7 separate regions of the Mus musculus genome follow, and regions 2, 3, 4, 5, 6 and 7 are each linked to region 1. Evidence: chromatin contacts called from public Hi-C, HiChIP or PLAC-seq and capture Hi-C data. All regions are on one chromosome and are shown on one strand. Each heading gives the region's core, a stretch centred on a gene start, on an enhancer-like site or on the middle of the called end of the contact. The rest is flanking DNA. Distances are from core to core; before and after follow the strand shown. Region 1 has its middle 31 kb from the start of Gm30588. Region 2 overlaps Runx1 (runt related transcription factor 1). Region 3 overlaps Runx1 (runt related transcription factor 1). Region 4 has its middle 20 kb from the start of Gm30224. Region 5 has its middle 43 kb from the start of Gm30224. Region 6 holds the start of Clic6 (chloride intracellular channel 6). Region 7 overlaps Runx1 (runt related transcription factor 1).

Region 1 (2,700 bases), core at 156-2,655:
TCAGAATGGTGAGAAGCCATTTTTTAGAGCAGACTTCTTCATGAACTGTGAGACAGCCAGGGAAACAGATCAGCGCCTGCGAGTCACAAAATACCAGCACACTACGCAGCAAACCCCACTAACATCCTCTAATTGGGTAGAAAGTTGTAGAAAAGTCTAAAGTAGAGAAACATTTTCACAAAATTCTGCTTCCCCCCGAACTCACACGGTCACGAGGATGACAGGATCCCACGCAAGGAAGGAACACCTTAGGGATGTTGTAAGGGTTTTCACAGTAACTCTTAGAAGTTAGGAACCAGAACTTTTCACCGTTTTGCAGGGGGATTGAAATACAAAGTGATTTTTACAAACGTTTGGAGCTATCTCTCGGCGAGGAAAACACACCGTTTCCCTGTTTGTTCTTTCAATTTGCTCCACAGACCTTTCCCCCACACTGGTCCCAATAAATCAGTGCACTTCACCAGCACATTTAACGTTGGCCAGACTTTCAATTAGTGACTTTCTCCCAGGCAAGGCCAGCTATGGTCACACAGTTCTTTTCTTAAACTTCTTGCTATTCTCTGGCTCCCAGGAAGTGTGCACCTGTCAGCCAGCCCAGCCCCCACCCTCTCTCATTTTCTTAAAAGCCGGAACTCGGTTTCATTTTTCACTCTTGATTTTAAAGCGGTTGGAAAGCATGAAAGAGAAGGGGCCAGCAAGGGAGGTAAATAAATCTAATCACCGCGAAAAGGCGATGAAAGACCCGTGCCTACGTTTCCTCAATTTGTTCTTGAAATGATCCTTGCCACACTCATTGACTGAGGACCAGCTCTGGGTTCTCCAAAGAGAGGGTTCACGGAGCTGGGAACAAAAGAGCCAGTTCTTTTCAAACACCCATTGGAGTCATTAGTTCCCACCTTTTCCTCTTCACATTTCCAGGCACGGTTAATAAGTAGCTAAATTGACTTCTTTGAATCCTGTGCCTGCTCCTTTCTCTCGCCCACCCTCCTAGACGCATGTGGTTGCGCAGTTCATTCTTTAAGAGGAATGACACCAAGAAAGAAAGTCCTTGAAAAATGGCCACCAGCCACTTAAGAACTACAGACATTTCTAGTAAACTGAACAGCTAAACAGTGGCTGAAAGGGAGAAACGTAAAATCAAACTGGGCAGTGTGGCAGATCTTTCAAGTGCCAGGCTATGTCCCTGGCTCTTATTGTCCCTACGGTGGTCCCTACAGGACACTCCAGGCCTCCTGTAAGAACATACAACTGCCAATGCTCTTCTGACGGTTTTCTCTGGGGTGGTGATGGGAAGGCCTGAGGCGCTGCTGGCCAGGAGCAGCAGTTGGCCTCTAGACAGTGTGGACTGGAGGGCAAACAGACAGTCGTTCGGTCTTCAGTCTCACAGAGGGCAGCTGCTCTGCAAGCCTGTTCTGCTCTGTGTCCCAGAGACATGCCTTGCAAATGTGTCACTGACCACCTTAGCTTTGGGTAACACACAGCCATGGGAGAAAGAGAAATGTCTCCCCCTGGAGGACACACAGGCATGCTCGCTGCCCGTTGTATTAGACTTAGTCTCCCCCACACTCAGCATTCCACCCCATCAACTGCCTGGACCAAGCCGCGAGACCCACTGGAAGCCTTGAGGAAAGGGAGACTCAAGCCACGGATTCTTCAAGTTTCTTGCTGTTCTGTAGCTATATGATCTTTGTCCCTGTTGTCCTGGTTTCATTTCCTCCACCAGCAACCTTGACACCAGGGAAGGCCTGTCGCCTGTCAGAGGGAGGGGCAGAGGTCTTGCTCACTTCACAGGTCTCCTGCTGAGCGCATACCAGAGAAGTTCGGGAACTGAATTTCTGTTTGGTTCAAATTAGAATAGTCACATCCTAATAAGATTTACCTTAAAACTTTACTTCACTCTATGAATCACATAAGAACACGATTAAAACAGAATGCTTTAAGAAATGGTGCTCCAAGGACTTGGGGCTACAGAACTAGAACCTGAACCCACCCCCCAAATACTCAGTAATGGCACATACACCAGGGGCCATCGTGATAATACACTGACTGTCTACAATAGTAAAGTTGCTTACAAACACAGAATGTGACAAATCCTTTCTCCTAAAGGATTCTCTCTCTCTCTCTCTCTCTCTCTCTCTCTCTCTCTCTCTCTCTCTCTCTCTCTCTCTCTCTCTCTCTCTCTCTCTCCTCCCTCCCTCCCTCTCCCTTCTCCCCTTTCTTCCCTCCTCTGTGTTTGGATAGATACATAGATAGATGTATGATAGATAGATAGATTTATAGATGCATAGATAGACAGACAGACAGACAGATAGGTGATATGCAGACAGGTGATAGACAAACCGACTACATATGGTAATAATTGCAGCTTTTGCTTATCTCTTATGAAACATTTGTTTACTTTATGTCCTTGCTTGTTTGTTGTAGCACAAAAGAGTCCATCTCTCTAAGTGTATTCATTGCTGTTACAAATGGAGGGAAAATATAATTAACAGGAAAAAAATAAAAACTGTTATCACATGATGTCTTTTTCAGTTGAAAGGGACATACAAGGAGATAGCTGGCCATGGGACTGGCATCTCAGTTGAAGTCCAAAGGGTTTTCCTACCTCTTCATGGTAGACAAGTGGCCGTGACGACCCCACAGCCATACAGAAGTGAAGACACCGTTTCTGCAGGCTGCATGGACCTGGTTCGCTAAATT
Region 2 (2,700 bases), core at 109-2,608, 650 kb before region 1:
TACATACATGCAAGCAACTGTGTGTATCGTGGCTTCAAGACTAATGGGTAGATAAGAAAACAACATAGTAGAAAACAAGTCTTACAAAAACCTCTCGTCAGCTTCTATACAGGAGGCTATTTGTATCTGAAGGCTCTATAGCTAAAGATTAAACCGAAGGTGGGTTGATAATACAGCTTTTTAAATGTACACATATTGAAATGTATTTTCGTCAGGATTCCCTACGTAATATAACTTGGTGATTGTCAACATAGCATGAATAGCGTGTTAGATGCTAGCCGCAGAACGGATTACAGTCTCCAGGATGATGTCCACAGGCCTAGGCAAGTACTAGGACATATTGAACTCCTGTGGAGTTTGATACCTGGAACCGATAACTGCAAGGGTACCAAGAGAGATACACGCGTGTAGCCATGTACACATATGGCTTCCACAGCCACGATTCCCTCCCATGCTCAGCAGCCACACTTCTCAGAGTAGAGATACTCTGCAGATGGAACAGCGTTCTCCTCATTAAGCTCCCAGCTGATGCTGCGGGGTTTCAACAGTTCCCTTAGAGCACCCAGAAAGGCCTGGCAGCCCCGGTGCTTTCTGCGCCTGGGACTCCAGCAAAGACAGAGGGTAGTGGGCTCCGTGGGGTACTTACCCTGCATCTGACTTTGAGGCTGAGGGTTAAAGGCAGTGGAGTGGTTCAAGGAGGCCCGAGGGTTGGGCGTGGGGGCTGGGTGGTGCGGGCTGACCCTCATGGCCGTGCGCCGCAGCTGCTCCAATTCACTGAGCCGCTCGGAAAAGGACAAACTCCCGGGCTTGGTCTGATCATCTAGTTTCTGCCGATGTCCTAGTGTAGGGACCGGGAGGGGAAGGGAGGAGGAGGAGGAGAGGGAGGCAGGGAAGGAGGGAGGGAAGAGATCAGAAAACGTGTTGTGGAGGGGACTTTTCTTATCTTTCCCCTCCCTCTCCCTTCACCCCCAAGGTGAGCTTGTTGGACATTGCCCCTTGGGCTGGCTGCCTGTGGGAACCAGGGCTATCCTTCTGATAGCCCGCTGAGGTTCCTTCAGCCCACTGGTCCCTGGCTGTTGCCTCAGTCTGGGACTCGGTGCCCACAGCTCTCCGCACATCCCCTCGGGTGGGCAGACACTAGTGAGCGGAACTGCTGATGGTGGCCCCGGGTAAGAAGCCCGTTGCTTGTTGGCTGTGGGCCTCAGGCTGGGAACAGAACTGTGGCAGCCAAGAAAGGTGCCCTCCCGGGGTCAAGAATGCCCTGCCTTCCTGAAAACCTGAGCAGCAGGTCTGAGAGGTGCCAGAGTGGGCCCTGGAACGTAGCAGCGTGTCCCTTCAACAGGAAATTGGGTGCAGCTGCAAACCCACAGCCGAGGAGTGAGATTTCCTGTTACACGCAGGCAGGCACAGGGCATCCCTCTCTGCCCTCACACACCCAGGCCCCTTCCTCCTTCGTACAGGCTCCTCAGAAGCATCCTTACTTCCCTGAAGCCCACTCCCTGGGCGGATCCCTAGGAGGAAGTAGGCAGAAAGGTGCAGCGTGGGTCTGTTCCAATATTTCTAGTAGGCCAGGCCCTTGGGAGCTCAGAGGGAGTGGCCAGCTGGTCTGCTGATTTTCCCTCGGAATGAAAAGCAAGGTGGGATGCTTGCTGTCGTGTAAGGGTGGTAGGTGTCTCTGTTACCAGGAAACAGCAAGTAGGGGCATCCACGTGGGCCAGTCAGGAGGGCTGGGCCTCCCGCTTTTTTTTTTTTTTCCCTCTCCATCCCCTTCAAAGTATTATGCAGACTAGAGATTGTAGAGGAGCCCAGCCTCCCACACAGTCACAGTAGAGATCCATTCCTCCTTTTAAGAGGCCGACTTTGTTGTTTCCTCCTCGTTCTCAAGGTTTGTTTGACTAGAACCGTTGACTGAGCCAGGGCCATTCTCCTGTCAATGGTTACACAGCCTGAGCCACAATCATCCTCCTGTACACAGCCTCACAACAAGACAGGGGAAGCCGTTGGCTTCTGCCCATAGAAATGCTGTTGCTGCTACCCCAGCCCAGCCCAGAGCTACACGGAGGACCCTGGACCATTCTTCCAGCACAGGAGTGGTTACAAGGCTACCCCGCCCACCACCTAGTTCCCGATTGCTACAATTATAAAATTATGTCGTAGAAGTTGTGTTATGGTTTCAAATCCCCGCGGCTTGCTATTTCTTCCTGCTACGGGCCTCCTTGGCACTGCCGACACGGTCTCAGATTCCAGGCCAGAAAAAGGGCCCACTATATTGCAGCGATTTTTATCACTGACAAGACCTGTTTGGCTCCAAATGGAGGAAAAAAAAAAGCTTAAGCATAATATTTGTGTAGTTCACATGCAGCGCTCGCTCTTTCCACGTATCGCCACGGCAAATCTGGACTGTCATTCAGAGCTCACAACACTGGACTCAAACACAAACACCCTGAGTCACGCAGGCTCGGCCGGGGCGCATGGGAGAGGCCTCTTGTAGCCGGAGTATTTAAAGCTCTATGGACAAAAGAGGCCAAGTTCCCGAGCCACCCCCTCCAGCCTTTTACCAGCAGAAGTACAAAAACTTCTTTTTCTAGAGCCTTCTACCTTGCTCAGTCTTAGTATATGTAGTTCGGTGTGCAGCCCTCTCTGGATCCTCCCTCTTCTTTTCTTTGCGACCTAATCAGTCCCCACTCCTCATCCCACCTG
Region 3 (2,700 bases), core at 98-2,597, 580 kb before region 1:
TACTCTGAGATGCAGGAGTACCCTGAGATGCAGGAGCACTCTGAGATGCTGGAGCACTCTGAGATGCTGGAGCACTCTGAGATGCTGGAGCACTCTGAGATGCAGGAGCACTCTGAGATGCAGGAGCACTCTGAGATGCTGGAGCACTCTGAGATGCTGGAGCACTCTGAGATGCTGGAGCACTCTGAGATGCTGGAGCATTCTGAGATGCAGGAATACTCTGAGATGCTGGAGTTCCCTGAGATACTGGAGTACTCTGAGATGTAGGAGCACTCTGAGATGCTGGAGAACTCTGAGATGCTGGAGAACTCTGAGATGCTGGAGCACTCCGAGATGCTGGAGCTGGTCACTCACAAAAGGACAATTCTGAAGTAAGTGAGAGAACAGGGTTGCTCCAGTGGCTACCTTTCTGTGGTAGATGCTGCTAAGCATTTTCCTCCAGACAGACACGTACTATAATTTGTGTACTTTTCAGAGAGCAAGTGGGCTCCTAGAAACAAGCTGACTTCTCTCAGCTTGCCCATCTCGCAGGCCTGGGACCCTCCCTCTGAGAAGGCTGTCTCACCCTCCGCTCTAGCCCTGTGCCTCTTCCATTGGCCATTTTGTAACTTCCCTAAAATCAGGAGGGTCTTGTGAAATTTTCTCTAGAAGAAATTTAGAAATTACTCCTGGAAAGCTCCAGTGGGTCTCTTCTCTTTCAAAGTCCTTTCCCGAGAGCAATCCACAAGTTTAAATCCAGTTCCCAAAAGTCCCAGGAACCGACAACCTGATCTCTGGAAAAACACAAATGAAGATTTCTCTGGAATTCTCAAGCTATGGTACAGTGAGATGGAAAGGGGCTGGCATTAACAGTCTCTCAGGATCTAACTGAGTTTTTTTTTTTCCTTGATTTTTTTATTTCTTGATTTTTTTTTCTTATTTCTTGACTTTAATAGTTAAAAGCAAAAAAGGAAGACTTACTCAACGAGGCCACGTTGGACTGAGGAACAAAGAGGCCATCTTCCTGGACAAAATGTCCAACTTCAGGGACATTTATTTTTTAAGTAGCAGGGTGGAAGGGGGGATTTTTTTTCTTTAATGACCTAAGCTGAAACAAAGGCGACAACAACAACAACAACAACAACAACAACGACACCCGAAATATCTTTGTCTTTCCTCAGGAGAAGTGTCTTAGGACAGAGTGGCTGCTACAGCGGAGGTGTTGCTCAATGTTGTGTTACAACACTATTCCAACTGTCGCTGGGGCGGGGATGGCAGTCTTGCATCAACCCCCTGCAAGGTGTTTCCTGGGCTTTGCAGACAGCAGTGGGGGAGGTGCTGCTCCTCTTGTGAAGGCAGATAATGCCTCCCGCTCCCTCAGCTATCTTCTGGGGCTCGCCCTGGAGATAACAGCTTCACTGCCTGAGGGAGCCCCACGCTCCCAATTTGTAGATCTATATTGATGAAGCTTTTTGTGTTTATCAGACACAGTTTTATCATTCCTCTCCAAATGCCCCCAGTCACACTCAGCCTTTGAACTTTGGCGAATTTATCAAATGGGAGCAATGATTGAGGAGATGTAAAGGCTTATCTGGAATTCTAAAGAAAGAGGAACCGAGCCACGGATCTCTCTGCTAGAGCAGGTCTTTTGGGTGTGTGTGTTTGTGTGCATGGGCTTGTGTTTGTGCGTGCTTGTGTGTGTACGTGTACACACATGAGCACAGGCATGTGTGTTTGCACATGCACACGGGCACATGAAAACAGAGGAAGATGTTTCTTATCTGGGGCAGTAGATTGCTCTATGTAGACATCTTATGCATTTTGTTTTCCTGGACACCTTGCCTTGGATCTTTCTCAAGGCCCCAGAGCAGGTGGTTGAGCTCAGCCTGACTCGCAGTGTGCACAGAATGACAGGCCCTGCATAAGACCCACTTTGACCTCATTTAGATCAGGACTCTCTGAAACCAAGTATCAGCCCTTGAATGGGATTCATGCTGGCTTGTGTTACTTGTATCTTCTTAACAGGCAAACAGCACGAGGCTTTTGAAAGGTTCCAGACACCTTTAGAATCTTGTTCCTTCGTTTTTTTTGTCTTGTTCCTTCTTTTTTTGTCTACTTTTCTCCCCCTCTCTCTCATCTCTCTTTGTCTCTGTTTCTTTCTGTCTCTCCGTCTCTCTCTCATTCTTTTATCAAATTCTACTCTGCAAATCAATATAGAAAGGCGGGGAGGTGGGGACAGATGAAGAGGATGAGGCCCCTCCCTATGCTGGCACAGAGGCCCCTGCGATGCTCCCAATATCAGAGAGAGGTATGGGAGGAAGGAGGAGAGAGAAGGGGAAAAGAGGGGAAGGAAGGAGATGAGAGGGAGGGGGAAGGAGAGGGAGGGGAGGGAAGAAGAAGAAAGGGAAAGCTCTAGTTACAGACCTGGAGGGAATTTCAGAAGGGAGTCCCTGCCCCAGAGTCCCCGTTCTTCCTTGGGTTTGTCCTCCAATCTCTTGTCCTCCAATCTCTCAGCAGGCTGTCCTTCTGAGAGGTACGATTACTCACCATTGGCAGCTATGGAAAAGGCAGCCTGATAATGAGACTGAGATGAGGCCTTTCATCAAATGATCTCTGCCATTATGTCCCCCCCCCCCCGCTTTCCTCTTCTCCTTATTCCCCCTCCTCCTCATCACACACACACACACACACACACACACACACAGAGGCACACACACATGC
Region 4 (2,700 bases), core at 69-2,568, 720 kb before region 1:
TCTATAATCCTGCTGCCCCAGGTGTGGTAGAAAGCATCTGCACTCCTCCTGCTCCTACAGTAAGATGAAAAGTGGAGGCAGGAGAATTTCCCAGGAGCTTGTGGGCTAATTTGTTTGGTGAACATGGTAGCAATCAACAGACAGACCCTGTCTCAATCAGGGTAGAAGGTGAAAACCAACACACCCCAGGAATACATTGTGGCATGAATGCTTCTACACCTACACATGGAAACACATATGCACACACATCCACATAACACACACACACATACATAATATACATACAAACATATAGATGTCATACACACAAAGATCTAAATGCATGCTAATGTATATGTGACCATGTAACATATATGCAAGCTTAAATGTGCGTGTATACATGGTAGTGTATGTGTGACCATGTAACATATATGCAAGCTTATATGTACACACACACATGCTTGTGTATGTTTGACCATGTAACATGTATGCAAGCACAAATGTGACTGTACACATGATCATGCATGTGTGTGAGAATTCCATGCACACACTGAAACATAGCAGCAAGTTATGAACTGCTACGGGCTTCTGTGTGTCACCTCTGTGTGTCACAGCCCTTTCTTTTCCATTCTACTGTCTTTGATTCCGCATCATGGGAATTAATCCAGAGCTACCCTGTGACCTTCATTTTGTAATCTCCCTGTAGGTTGCACCCTTGTTTTGGCTCATGGAGCACCAAATCCTTAGATTGTTCTCACAGACCTACTGTTTGTCCTCATCTTTCTGCTTCTGGCCTCCACCTTCATCCTCTTCTCCAGTCTCCACCCTCCCTCCAGCCCCCTCCTCCCAGCCCCACCCTCCCCCAACCCCACCCCCCTCATCCCCCACCAAGCCTCCATGTCCTCTCCAGTTCCCTCACTTGTGACACTATGCACACTTCAGAGAGAGACTCTCTCTCCAGCTGTGTCACTTCTCCAACCTCACCTGCTTACACCTGTGGGTCATTCCACTCTGCTTCACAATGCACCTCAGACACAGATTCCATTTGCCTGCCTGCCTGCCTGCTTCCCTCCCTCCCTTCCTTCCTTCCTTCCTTCCTTCCTTCCTTCCTTCCTTCCTTCCTTCCTTCCTTCCTTCCAGTCTGTCTGTCTGTCTCACACAGGGCATTGAGCTTAGGAGGGATGGGTTCTGTGTCTGTAACGCCCACGTTATCAATAATTTATCTACTGAGATTCTCTCTCTGTTCAAACTCTGAGGAGAATGCTCAGCCTAGAGCACAGTGAGAGCAGAGTGGTTTCCGCTGGTTGCTTAGCAAGCCAGGAAGTTACTTGCGGCCTTTACTACCTGATACCCGCTGCCCTGCAGCCGGGGATCCCCGGACAGCCAACGGTGGGGAACTGAGATGGTTTCCATAGGGTGTTGGCCCTAGAAGAAGCCATTGATGCTACTATAGCAAACAGGGCTGTATCTGAAATTTCTGCGATGTCTGTTGAAACACACGTGACAGAGCTTTTCAGAGCCTCATAAACACTCTGTCCCCAGCTCAGAAGACTACTGTTAGAGTGCCTGTCAGCTCCTCTCCTACGGCTTCTCTTCCTGTGAGAATGGCTTACCCCAGCCCCTTAACTTCATTGTGTTTCTAGTTGCTGTGAAGCAGTGCATGATGCTGTCAGGTGAGCTTCTCATGACCAGCCAATGACATCCCACCGCCTCACCTCCTCTACAGCCTGGCAGCCTCAAGCCTTCCGTGTCACGACTTGTCCCCATGTATTGTCTGGAAGGCCTTCAGAGGTGTAAGATGGAGAAGAAACATGGTGAGGGTGAAAAAAAAAAAGGCATCAGAAGAAGAGAGTCAAAAGGAAAATGAAGGTAAATAACGCGGCATCTCTACTAGGCTCGGCAGCGGCTGGTTCTCACCCAAAAGAGCAGAAAGAGAAAGGAGCAGGATTTAGGGGCTTAGCCTGACCAAGAGAAGCAAGGGATGGCCTGGTGGGTGTGTCTGGCAGTGGGCAGCTACAACAAGCACACACGGTTCATGGCACATGGTACACAGTACACACGGGTCTCATAGTCCTCAGCACAGGGGGTAAAGGCTGAGGGCAGACCTGAAACCTCTCGGAGCACTTGGGAAGCTGGTGGTCTAGAGGCTCCAGGGATGGCCCCACCCACAGTGGGCTGGGCCCTCCCCCATCAGTCACTAATTAAGAAAATGCTCTGCAGGCTTGCCTGCAACCCCATCTTATAGAGGCATCTTCTCAATTGAGGTTTCCTCCTCTAGGACAACTATAGCTTGTGTCAGGAGAACGTAAAATCAGTCAGGATATATTTATTTGTTTAGCCCATTCTTTTTTAAGTTACAATTTTTGATTAGCATAGAAAGTACTAGGTTTCACTGTGGTGTCTCACACACACGTGAACTCTGTATGTTTCTTTCCCCTTCCCCATGCATGGCTACCCGGTCCGATCCCTTCCCTCCTGTTCCCCCACTTTTCCCTAGACCAACCCCTTCTGTTTTTTTTTTCTCACAATGCTCTGTCACCCTCTCTGTTTCCACCTTAAGATCTTTCTTTTCCTCATACTTCTATTCCTAGTTTCGTAGCTCCCAACACATGTACACACATGTACATACATGTACACATACACATCATTTTACATCTGGTTTCTGCAAATGAGAGAAAACATGGTAATTTTGTCTTCTCTGTGTCAGACTTCTGTCTTTTA
Region 5 (2,700 bases), core at 41-2,540, 740 kb before region 1:
AGGCTCTGGTTCAATGGTCAATGCCAGTCTCTTTTGGCAGTGTCTTGCACTGACCCAAGCAGAGATGCAGAACATTTTGGATTAACTTGGATGGTTCGTGCTCATAAACAGTTGGCCAGCAGTATTTAGCGTGCTCTCTGAACTTTCAGATAATAAAAGGCTTACTTGGAATAAGCCTTTCGTCCTTTTAAACACTCCCAGAGCTGTGAGTGGTTGGAGGTACCCGAGTGTGGTCACTACGGGTGCTGAAGCTCCCAGACAGCCGTCCACATTCCTTTAAGGGCAGCCACCTCTAGACGGCTCATTTCCCGTAGTCGAGTGGTTGGTCTGCAATTTCTTTCTGGGATCCAGACAGTTAATTGTGACTCAAGATGACTGGGGAAAGAGCTGTGTAGCCTCCGGCGAGTTATTTAATTTTGTTGAATCTTAGTTTGCTCATCTGTAAAAGATCCCCCCCCCACCTCTTCCCCCAACACCCCGCTCAGCTCTTGGAACTCTGATAAAGATGTTCATGAAAATACAGGAAAACATGAAAAACGGGCAAAAGCGTTTATCAGGCTTTCTCCCAAGACACTGTGCTTAGTTTTTGCATCGGACACAGTGAACACAAAATTTGTGGGGTGGATGGATGGATGGTGGTGGTGGTGTTAAGAATTTGTGCAACCGTTGAAATGTTAAGGAAATAGGCCACCGTATGCTGACCAGGGCCTGGTAGGCTGGGAGTTGGGTCAGTGCTGGTTGGATGGAGAACTAGCCTCCTTTCCTCTCCAAGTCCCTCACCTGTTATTTTGACTTTGAGAGAAGAAATGGAAATGAAATCATTTTGACTCTGAACAGAGCAGTATTGCGGAGGGCTACACAACTCCCAAATAATTTTAACAGTAACCGTCCTGGGTGCTTCTCATCCCTCCCCAAAAGAAGTCCCTCAAAAGAGCCTGGGAAGGGGTCTTGTCTGAGTCCAGATCACTTCAGAAGCCATAACGAAGCACAGGGCACTCACATCCAGTCTGAGTCACTTCCTCCAGCAGATAATACGCGTGACGAGCCGAGCAAGACGAGCCGAGCAAGACGAGCCGAGCAAGGCACAAGCCGTATTTCTGCCGTCTGAACCTCAGCTGCTCTCTCTCTTATCTTCCAGATAGTGAGCCACCATTATAGGTGACTGCAGATCTGAAGAGAAACTCAGCTCCCTGAAGCAGCCAGAATTCTGGGAGACTCAGAAGAGGAAGGGCAGAGGAAATGTCTAGTGTGTTGATGGTTGTCTCCTTAGTCACTCATTTTCTGAATAGCTTCAGCTGAGAAACGTTTACAAGACCCAGGAAAGAGAAGAGACGTGCCCAGCAGACTGAATTACCCTGCCTGTACTTTTCAGCTCTGGTCTCTCACAGTCAGGTGCTGTGCTCCATCCCTGGGGATGCTCCTTATGAACCTGAGCTTTCAGTTCTTGGTTGTCAGTGTCCCCAGAGGTCCCAAGGCTTGGTCTCAGGGGCTGGCAGAGCTGGAAGGCAGCCGAGGGGTTAGAACCTGACAATTCTGACTCAACAGTGACAAATGGGTCCTCTATGAAACACATTGAATGTCAGTCCCAAAGTGTTGAAGTTCTACCTTCTAAGAATTTTATTTTTAATAGATACATAATTGGACCTATCTTTATAGGCTTGATACATTTTATATGTTGAGTAATAATCAAATTAGGGTATTTCTCTTCTTTTTGATGAGAATAATCCAAACCATTTCTTCCAGGTGTGAGGTGTGTCTGATGTGGTGCTGTTTCCGATCTCCTTGCTGTGTATCAAAGGACCAGGACGTATTTGTATTCTGCCTTCCCAGCTCTAACTTGCAGAACTGACTGGTTATCATCCTCTCTCTCCAGTGCCCCCAGCCTCTGCTATCTATAATTCTAGTCTTGTCCATGACATCAGGGTCGTTGTCCTCCCCTGCCAGGCAGGCTTGCTTTTGTATCATCACCCCCTAAAGATTACCACATGGAACATGGTTTCCCATCACCATCTCTGAAGGTAGACATTTCATTATTGGCTTTTTATTTTGAGACAAGAGAACTAGCTTAGTAAATCTTCTCCCATGAAGATGTCTGGGAACTGATGTGTCCTCATGTGCTTGTCACAGGTGGAGATCCTTTTAGGAAGAGACACCTCCTGCTTGGTGATGCTAATGAGCACGGTAGATACTCCTTTCTGGGAAAGTATCTGAAGGCATCCAGGAGGCCAGGAAGGACCACGTGGCATTGAGATGGATCTAATACTGGGATGTATGGAGGGTGACACAGTTCCTTCTTACGGAGTTAGTGTCCCTCAGAGCCTGGACCTCAGGATGTCATCCCAGCTTAGGCTAGGCTCCAGTTCCCCATGCAAACTGGCCTGGCTTTCTTCAAGTCAGCTTTCCGCATTGGTGTGTTATCTGGTCTCTGTTTCTTTCCCTTGTACTCAGTTCTTCCTTGGGGCCCAGCAACAACTAGAATTGAGCTCCATGATGTGAACAGTGGTCGTCGTTCTGAGTCACCTAAGATCTTATCACCGAGGATGACTCAAGGGTCTTTTGAGGGCTTGGATTACGTATCCCTAGTCTCTTATCTGGTCATAGCTGATGACCATGGGTCGTGGCGAATATTCTCAAAATGTGTTTCTTGGAGAGGCCAGCAGTGGCCTCTGTTGGAAATGTCAACTACCAAGGAAATGTCCA
Region 6 (2,700 bases), core at 159-2,658, 790 kb before region 1:
TGTAATCTCAGCAAAGGCAGGGTCAAAGTTCAAGATCATCCTGTGTTATATTGTATGCTCTGGGCCAGCCTGGGCTACATGAGACTTCGCCTCAAACAAAACAAAAACAAAACAAAACAAAACAAAACACCCAACCAATTTAAATTATGTTGAGATATTATCTGTCTATGAAAAAAATTCAAATCTTTTATTGTGAAAGGATGTTGAATGTTATCAAGTGCCTTGTCTGTACCTACTGAGATGAACACATTTTGTTTCAAAAAAAAGATTTATTTATTTTTTAATCATCTGTATATATGTTATTCTTGCAGGGGTTTGTGCATGTGAGTGCAGGTGCCATTTGAAGCCAGAAGAGGGCGTTGGATCCTCAGAACTGGAGGAAGTTGTGAGCTACCTGATGTGGGTGCAGTACACACTCTTAATTCCAGAACCATTTCTCCAGCCTGCATGTGATTTTTAAAGTCATACATTCTGTTGTTTTGACGCATTGCGCCTATAGATTTGCATGTGTTGAGCCACCACTGCAACCTCCAACCTCCAACTTGATAGCCGTGGATGATCTTTTTGATATGCTGTTGTATTCAAACCCTTGGTGTTTTGTTAATAATGTTTGCATCTATACTCATCAGCAATATTGGTCTAGAGTTGGTGTGTCCTTTGATAAGGGGGAAATGCTGGCCTCACAGTTTGGGGTGGGAGGTCCTCTCTCTATCAATTCAGTGGAATAGTTTTGAAAACTTCTCTGAAAGAAGTTTTTGACGGGTGATAGTGGGGGACTCCTGGCCCAGTTAATTCTATAACTTCCTTTTTTCCCATCCCGAATTTTCTTCCCCCACCTTCAACCCCCAACGCCCTAACCACGATATTGAGACCCAAGCACTGGACATGAGTAAGGAAATCTGAGTCCGAGGGATGCACAGATTCTTAGGGTCTTCAGGGGCTGGAGAAGGAGAGGTATCCGTCTGGTTCTCCTCCCCTCCCCCCACCACCTCAACAAGCACGCCAGGCTATTGTCCCTTCCATCTTTAGGTTCCTGGAACTCACAGAAATGGGAGGGCAGCCATTCCTCCCTTTGGGGTTAATACCTTTTCTGTGGAACCTGAGGCAGGGATGGGATGGGTCTATTCCACTCAGCATCAGAGTCGCCTTCATGGTGAAGTGAGGTAAGGTGGGAATCCAATACTGAAGTATGTGACCGTGATTTAAATGGCTCTGAAACTTGAAGCTGTTCCAGAAAACGCTAAAGTGGCCAGTAAAATCAGTCTTTTCATTAAAATCCACAAAAGCCGCAGAAAGGCTGTCATTGGCTAGCTTCCCAGGCCACCCAAAGTGGCTAGGAGGTGGGGAAGACAAACCCCGCCCAAGCCCTAAGAGGGGAGAACTGGCTCTGAGAATTTCTGGTCAACCCTTGAGACCGCAGGGAACCAGCCCATCTCTTCCAAAGACTTCAAGAGGCAAGCTGAGTTCTTTAGCCCCACACCCTGGCCTGCACAGAAGGATTGGGGTCCGGGCGCGAATTTAGGAGAAACAGGAACTCTTGAGGAAGAACCCAAAGACCTTAAGACAGGGAAAAGGGACATAGAGTCTTGGGGCCCTCTAGATTTTGCATCAAGCGAAACCTTCGCTTCTAGAACCGCGAGTGGGGTGTCCTCCCGGAGGGGGCACGTCAGCCCCTGCCCCTCACCCTGAGCAGCGTCGAGGAAGGGTGTTTTACCATGGCTGAGGCCACGGAGCCCAAGGAGGTCGCTCCAGGTTCCCAGGGGCAACCCGAAGGTGCGACAATCGAGGGACCAGGAGAGCCAGGAGCTGCGGACCTGGAGGGGCGGGAAGCGAGCGAGGAAGCTGCAGAGGCACCTAGGGACCTGGGGGCGGGCGTAGAGGCCAGGGCCTCGGGGAAGGAGGAAGGAGGCTGTGGGCAGGACGAGGGAACTGGGGGAGCGCAGGCGCAGGACCCGCGCACCGGCCCTGAGGCCGAGACGCCGGGCGCCAGCGGAGCTCCAGGTGAAGCGGAGGCTGCGGAGCGCGACCCCGAGGGCGCGATCCCGCAGGGAGCGGAGGAGGCGCCAAGCGCCCAGCAGGTGCAGGGGATGAGCTCTGGGTTAGACTCTCAGGGTGAGGCCCCCGAGGTCCCTGGGGACTCTCGCCGGGAGCCCGAGGACCCCACGGCCTCAGAGGCAGGGGAAGAGGCAGAATCTGGTCAGGAAGCGCAGGGAGGCGGCGCGCTAGGGTTGCAGATCAACCCAGAAGTCCAGGGACTTGCAGGGGACAACATGGACACAGAGGCACCCGCAGGAGGGCCACTTGGGTCGGAGAGTGAGCCCCAGGGTGGAGGGGAAAGCAGCCCTCAGCCCCAGGATGAGGCGATTGAGATTGTAACCACAGAGATCGGAGGGAACGAGTCCGGGGAGCTGGCGGGCGCTTCGGCCGCAGACGCCGCGGGGGAAGGGGAGACCCTGGGGAAAGACGGGTCCGAGGAAGCAGCTTCCGAGGATGCGAGAGTAGATGCTCATGAGAATGGGGACCAGGGCAAGCTCCAGGAGGAGACCGGGGAGGAAGAAGCGAGGCCAGAACCCGAGTTGAAGGGACCCTGCGAGGGGGCCATCCAAGAGAAGCCCCCCGACGGCAGCCTTGATGGAGAGGAGGCCAAATCCACCGAACACGAGGAGGAATCCCAGGCAGAGCTCAGCAACCACTTAGCTG
Region 7 (2,700 bases), core at 74-2,573, 680 kb before region 1:
CTGAGTCATGGCTCCAGCTGCTGTGTCACTCACTAGCTTCTAACACAAATGGATAGCAAAACTTGTTTTGTCCAGAAATGACAGACTTTCTTTACAAGATTCATTTTGAATTTACAGTTCTACAGACTGCCCTTGCTTCACCGGCTCCCTCTGCACTTGGCACGTGTGCATGCTGCCTTTGAGGCAGACCAGGGGACAGGAGGGACAGGAGGGTTCCCTTGCCAAAAGTGCCACTGCTGGCATCTTTGGGCTGTATTATGTCTAGCGGGTGTTTGGAGACTGATAACTGTTTGGTGGCATCTTCCTTCTTTACCCACAAGATGCCTCTAGTGGCCTCCCTGCCGACCCCCTGCCCGCTACTTTGACATCCAAAAGAATCTCCAGACATTGCGAAATAACTGAGAATGGTTAGGAAGGGATGCACATCCGCCCACCAGCTGCCACAGTGAGTTAGGACGGTGTTTCGGGTAGCTTGTGTCTGTCAGTCAGAGGAGGGCAGGCTGCGACTATACTGTTCGCACCAGCACGGCTCAGCAGCAGCAACAACACAGGGCAGAGGCACGAACTAAGTGTTCAAAATGTTAAATTCTCAAATTCAGGTACAGAGTTGAGCCTGCTAGAGAGAAACTTGAGGGGATCGAAAAGCTTCCTTTGAAAGGAAAGCTACCCGGGTGGATTAATCTTTTTTTTTTTTTGGAAGGCATGGGCTGTGATCAACTTCTTTCTGTTCCAAGCCTATTATTTCAGCACGGAGAGCTCGGGCTTGTGTTCTTGTTTCTCCCTCTCCCCCTCCACCCCCTCTCAATAATCTTTTATTGCTCTAACACGATTTTACAAAAGGAACTCTTGTGTACATTTGGGCTGAATGTGAGAGAAATAGACTCCTCATCAGAGAGGTAATTAGAGTTTATAAGCACAGCCCAAGTCTGCAGCAAATCCCTCTACTAATGAGGAAACCAGGAGTCTGACTTTCAAACAAACACTCCTGTTAATCTTTTCAAAGCAAGTCAGACATGTGGGCAGGCAAAGGCTGTAAACCAACAGTGGCTCTGGTAGGCTGCCCTGGTAGGCTGCCCTCTAGCCTCTCCTCCAGCCAGCAGGCCACACCTCATTCCTCAGGGTTCATCTCTGCGCCCTCACCGGGGACCTCTATGAGCAAACTCTGTGTCACTTGTTTTGCTTACAGAGAGCCATGACATGCTTGAGAGTTAACAGGAAGCTCTACTCCATTTTTTTTTTCCAGTTAGATTTATACAGTCTAGGGAGAAGCCGAGGCAGGAGGGAGAGCATTAGGCACACACACAATCGGCCTGTTGTCATCTGATGCAATACACTGGACACAAACAAGTGACTCTGCCCATTATCCCTCTTGCTTCATTTGTCCTGAGACAAAAAAGGTGAATCCACTGGAAAAAAATGAAGGAGAGGTCACCACGTTTCAGAGCCGTGTCTGAACATGCTCTGCCAGTCTGTCCCAGTTCTTACATGGTAATGTGGTAATGGTACCACGTTACCGGAATCCCGAGTGAGTCCGTGATTTGTCATGGGCATAAGCGCAGGAGTAATGTTACAGTCTCAGCTGCTGGGGGCAGAGTATGTGGAAGATCTGAGATAGTGTGGCGTCTTTCTACGAGAGGTCAGGTTCTCTCTCCCTCCTCCCCTTCTCCTTCCATCCCTCCCTGTCTCGCTTTGTATACGCTCTGTAATAAAAAAGACATGGGCCTTTTAGATATGTTCAAATTCAAGTGCTCTATTCGAATACGTGTTCTCATTTACAGCTATTTTATTTTTAGTTAGGTGCTCGCGCGCATGTGTGTGTGTGTGTGTGTGTGTGTGTGTGTGTGTGTGTGTGTGTGTGCTTGCAGACACTGGAGGAAGGAGAGAGATGCCCTCGAGTTGGAGTTATGGGCAGCTGTGAGCGGGCTAATGTGGGGGGCCTGGGAAGAGCAACAAAGGTTCCTAACCACTGAGCTACCTCACCAGCTCCCCGTGTTTTCATTTTTAAATCCTGTCTAACCTCTTTCCTTACACATCAGCAGTCACACAGAATTTATACATCACCCAACTACGGCTCCTCTATTCTTTTGGCTAGTCCGGTGCACGCCGCCCCCACCCACTCAATTCAGGTGACAACTGCCCCCTCTCCCATTCATGGGGAGACTTTAAAAGTAGGAAGTGTGAGGATTAGAAGGTTCAGCCACTTTCACTGGCAGTGTCTCTCCCTCTATGGTGCTAAGTCTCTACCTTGACAGAGCGCAGAGTCTTGGCTCTAAAGCTTGATGTGGATGAAAGAGGTCCCACCCCAGGCCCCTCCCACTGCCCCCAAAGGATTAAACAACCTGAGCAGATAATGACCGCCTTAAAAGGCTCTCCTGCGTGACTCAGATTAGTATGCGCTGTCTGTCGCCCAGGTTGGCAGCTAGACATTAATTAACCAAAAGAAAAGGAAGAGGGTAAAATAAAGGAAGAAGAGAAATGAGGAGGAAAGATAAACCTTCACGTGGCAGCTCCTTTCAGACAAGGTGTGGAGTCTGTCTGTCTGCAAGGGACAGAGACAGACAGGGCCCGTCTGCTGAGAACGCATGTGTGTGTGCTGAGCAGCTAGGCAGGTCGGGCTGGGGGAGGCTGAAAGCCCAGAACTCGAAGCTGTCACTGGTGGGATTAGAAGGCACATCAGCCACAGAGGGGTCAAGTTCGGCT

What was found. A called contact is a pair of places that touch in the nucleus more often than the background predicts. HiChIP or PLAC-seq counts read pairs in DNA pulled down with a chosen protein or histone mark. Capture Hi-C pulls out chosen DNA fragments and counts their contacts.
Region 2: a contact with region 1 is called in a Hi-C map of the N1E-115 cell line, with 14 times the contacts expected there. The contact joins two enhancer-like sites. A contact is called at or near these places in 1 of 15 datasets of contacts at CTCF or cohesin (large pre-B cells), 3 of 484 Hi-C or Micro-C datasets (the N1E-115 cell line, bone marrow-derived macrophages and stem cell-derived neural stem cells), 3 of 115 datasets of contacts at active chromatin or transcription factors (the 230-238 cell line, T-cell acute lymphoblastic leukemia and pancreatic cancer cells) and 1 of 9 other capture datasets (embryonic stem cells).
Region 3: a contact with region 1 is called in a Hi-C map of bone marrow-derived macrophages, with 13 read pairs. The contact joins two enhancer-like sites. A contact is called at or near these places in 4 of 39 promoter capture datasets (the 3T3-L1 cell line, the C10 cell line, hippocampal neurons and 1 more), 1 of 15 datasets of contacts at CTCF or cohesin (large pre-B cells), 72 of 484 Hi-C or Micro-C datasets (the 3T3-L1 cell line, 3T3-L1-derived adipocytes, the 4T1 cell line and 53 more) and 8 of 115 datasets of contacts at active chromatin or transcription factors (the 230-238 cell line, T-cell acute lymphoblastic leukemia, bone marrow-derived macrophages and 5 more).
Region 4: a Hi-C map of bone marrow-derived macrophages shows a contact between it and region 1, with 16 read pairs. The contact joins two enhancer-like sites. A contact is called at or near these places in 5 of 15 datasets of contacts at CTCF or cohesin (CD8 T cells, the G1E-ER4 cell line, embryonic stem cells and 2 more), 113 of 484 Hi-C or Micro-C datasets (the AML12 cell line, the AtT-20 cell line, B cells and 66 more), 13 of 115 datasets of contacts at active chromatin or transcription factors (CD4 T cells, T-cell acute lymphoblastic leukemia, Th17 cells and 8 more) and 2 of 9 other capture datasets (embryonic stem cells and embryonic tail).
Region 5: a contact with region 1 is called in a Hi-C map of bone marrow-derived macrophages, with 21 read pairs. The contact joins two enhancer-like sites. A contact is called at or near these places in 4 of 39 promoter capture datasets (the 3T3-L1 cell line, hippocampal neurons, liver and 1 more), 5 of 15 datasets of contacts at CTCF or cohesin (CD8 T cells, the G1E-ER4 cell line, embryonic stem cells and 2 more), 140 of 484 Hi-C or Micro-C datasets (the 3T3-L1 cell line, 3T3-L1-derived adipocytes, the AML12 cell line and 81 more), 16 of 115 datasets of contacts at active chromatin or transcription factors (CD4 T cells, T-cell acute lymphoblastic leukemia, Th17 cells and 11 more) and 2 of 9 other capture datasets (embryonic stem cells and embryonic tail).
Region 6: a contact with region 1 is called in a FOXA1 HiChIP or PLAC-seq map of pancreatic cancer cells. The contact joins the promoter of Clic6 here to the enhancer-like site in region 1. A contact is called at or near these places in 3 of 39 promoter capture datasets (the 3T3-L1 cell line, the SN4741 cell line and embryonic stem cells), 19 of 484 Hi-C or Micro-C datasets (the C2C12 cell line, the G1E-ER4 cell line, the HPC-7 cell line and 12 more), 4 of 115 datasets of contacts at active chromatin or transcription factors (embryonic basal ganglia, extraembryonic endoderm stem cells, neural tube and 1 more) and 3 of 9 other capture datasets (adipose tissue, embryonic stem cells and liver).
Region 7: a capture Hi-C map of bone marrow-derived macrophages shows a contact between it and region 1, with 16 times the contacts expected there. The contact joins two enhancer-like sites. A contact is called at or near these places in 1 of 15 datasets of contacts at CTCF or cohesin (large pre-B cells), 6 of 484 Hi-C or Micro-C datasets (Th2 cells, bone marrow-derived macrophages, double positive thymocytes and 2 more), 4 of 115 datasets of contacts at active chromatin or transcription factors (astrocytes, embryonic stem cells, fibro-adipogenic progenitors and 1 more) and 1 of 9 other capture datasets (bone marrow-derived macrophages).

Annotation. Positions count from the first base shown.
Region 1 is chr16:93,291,711-93,294,410 of GRCm38.p6, forward strand. No RefSeq gene overlaps it. Among named protein-coding and RNA genes, the nearest start is that of Gm30588, 31 kb to the left of the region's middle. Within about 2 kb of position 1,406, at least 98 of the 459 cell types and tissues checked have an H3K27ac peak or open chromatin away from gene starts, as enhancers often do. A contact at or near this core is called in the C2C12 cell line, CD8 T cells, the G1E-ER4 cell line and 19 more, where this site is marked.
Region 2 is chr16:92,643,508-92,646,207 of GRCm38.p6, forward strand. It overlaps Runx1 (runt related transcription factor 1), which reads right to left. Exons shown (of 8, transcript NM_001111021.2): 6 at 647-838. Among named protein-coding and RNA genes, the nearest start is that of Gm30224, 49 kb to the left of the region's middle. Within about 2 kb of position 1,359, at least 112 of the 459 cell types and tissues checked have an H3K27ac peak or open chromatin away from gene starts, as enhancers often do. A contact at or near this core is called in T-cell acute lymphoblastic leukemia and bone marrow-derived macrophages, where this site is marked.
Region 3 is chr16:92,714,409-92,717,108 of GRCm38.p6, forward strand. All of the region lies in intron 2 of Runx1 (runt related transcription factor 1), which reads right to left. Among named protein-coding and RNA genes, the nearest start is that of Gm30281, 46 kb to the right of the region's middle. Within about 2 kb of position 1,348, at least 92 of the 459 cell types and tissues checked have an H3K27ac peak or open chromatin away from gene starts, as enhancers often do. A contact at or near this core is called in the G1E-ER4 cell line, T-cell acute lymphoblastic leukemia, bone marrow-derived macrophages and 2 more, where this site is marked.
Region 4 is chr16:92,574,658-92,577,357 of GRCm38.p6, forward strand. No RefSeq gene overlaps it. Among named protein-coding and RNA genes, the nearest start is that of Gm30224, 20 kb to the right of the region's middle. Within about 2 kb of position 1,319, at least 11 of the 459 cell types and tissues checked have an H3K27ac peak or open chromatin away from gene starts, as enhancers often do. A contact at or near this core is called in CD8 T cells, Th1 cells and regulatory T cells, where this site is marked.
Region 5 is chr16:92,551,966-92,554,665 of GRCm38.p6, forward strand. No RefSeq gene overlaps it. Among named protein-coding and RNA genes, the nearest start is that of Gm30224, 43 kb to the right of the region's middle. Within about 2 kb of position 1,291, at least 31 of the 459 cell types and tissues checked have an H3K27ac peak or open chromatin away from gene starts, as enhancers often do. A contact at or near this core is called in the HL-1 cell line, the HPC-7 cell line, the N1E-115 cell line and 6 more, where this site is marked.
Region 6 is chr16:92,496,739-92,499,438 of GRCm38.p6, forward strand. Clic6 (chloride intracellular channel 6) reads left to right here and starts at 1,409. Exons shown (of 6, transcript NM_172469.3): 1 at 1,409-2,700. The coding sequence starts at 1,716. It overlaps 2410124H12Rik (RIKEN cDNA 2410124H12 gene), which reads left to right. Exons shown (of 3, transcript NR_165041.1): 3 at 312-632.
Region 7 is chr16:92,608,363-92,611,062 of GRCm38.p6, forward strand. All of the region lies in intron 7 of Runx1 (runt related transcription factor 1), which reads right to left. Among named protein-coding and RNA genes, the nearest start is that of Gm30224, 14 kb to the left of the region's middle. Within about 2 kb of position 1,324, at least 135 of the 459 cell types and tissues checked have an H3K27ac peak or open chromatin away from gene starts, as enhancers often do. A contact at or near this core is called in bone marrow-derived macrophages, embryonic fibroblasts, muscle stem cells and 1 more, where this site is marked.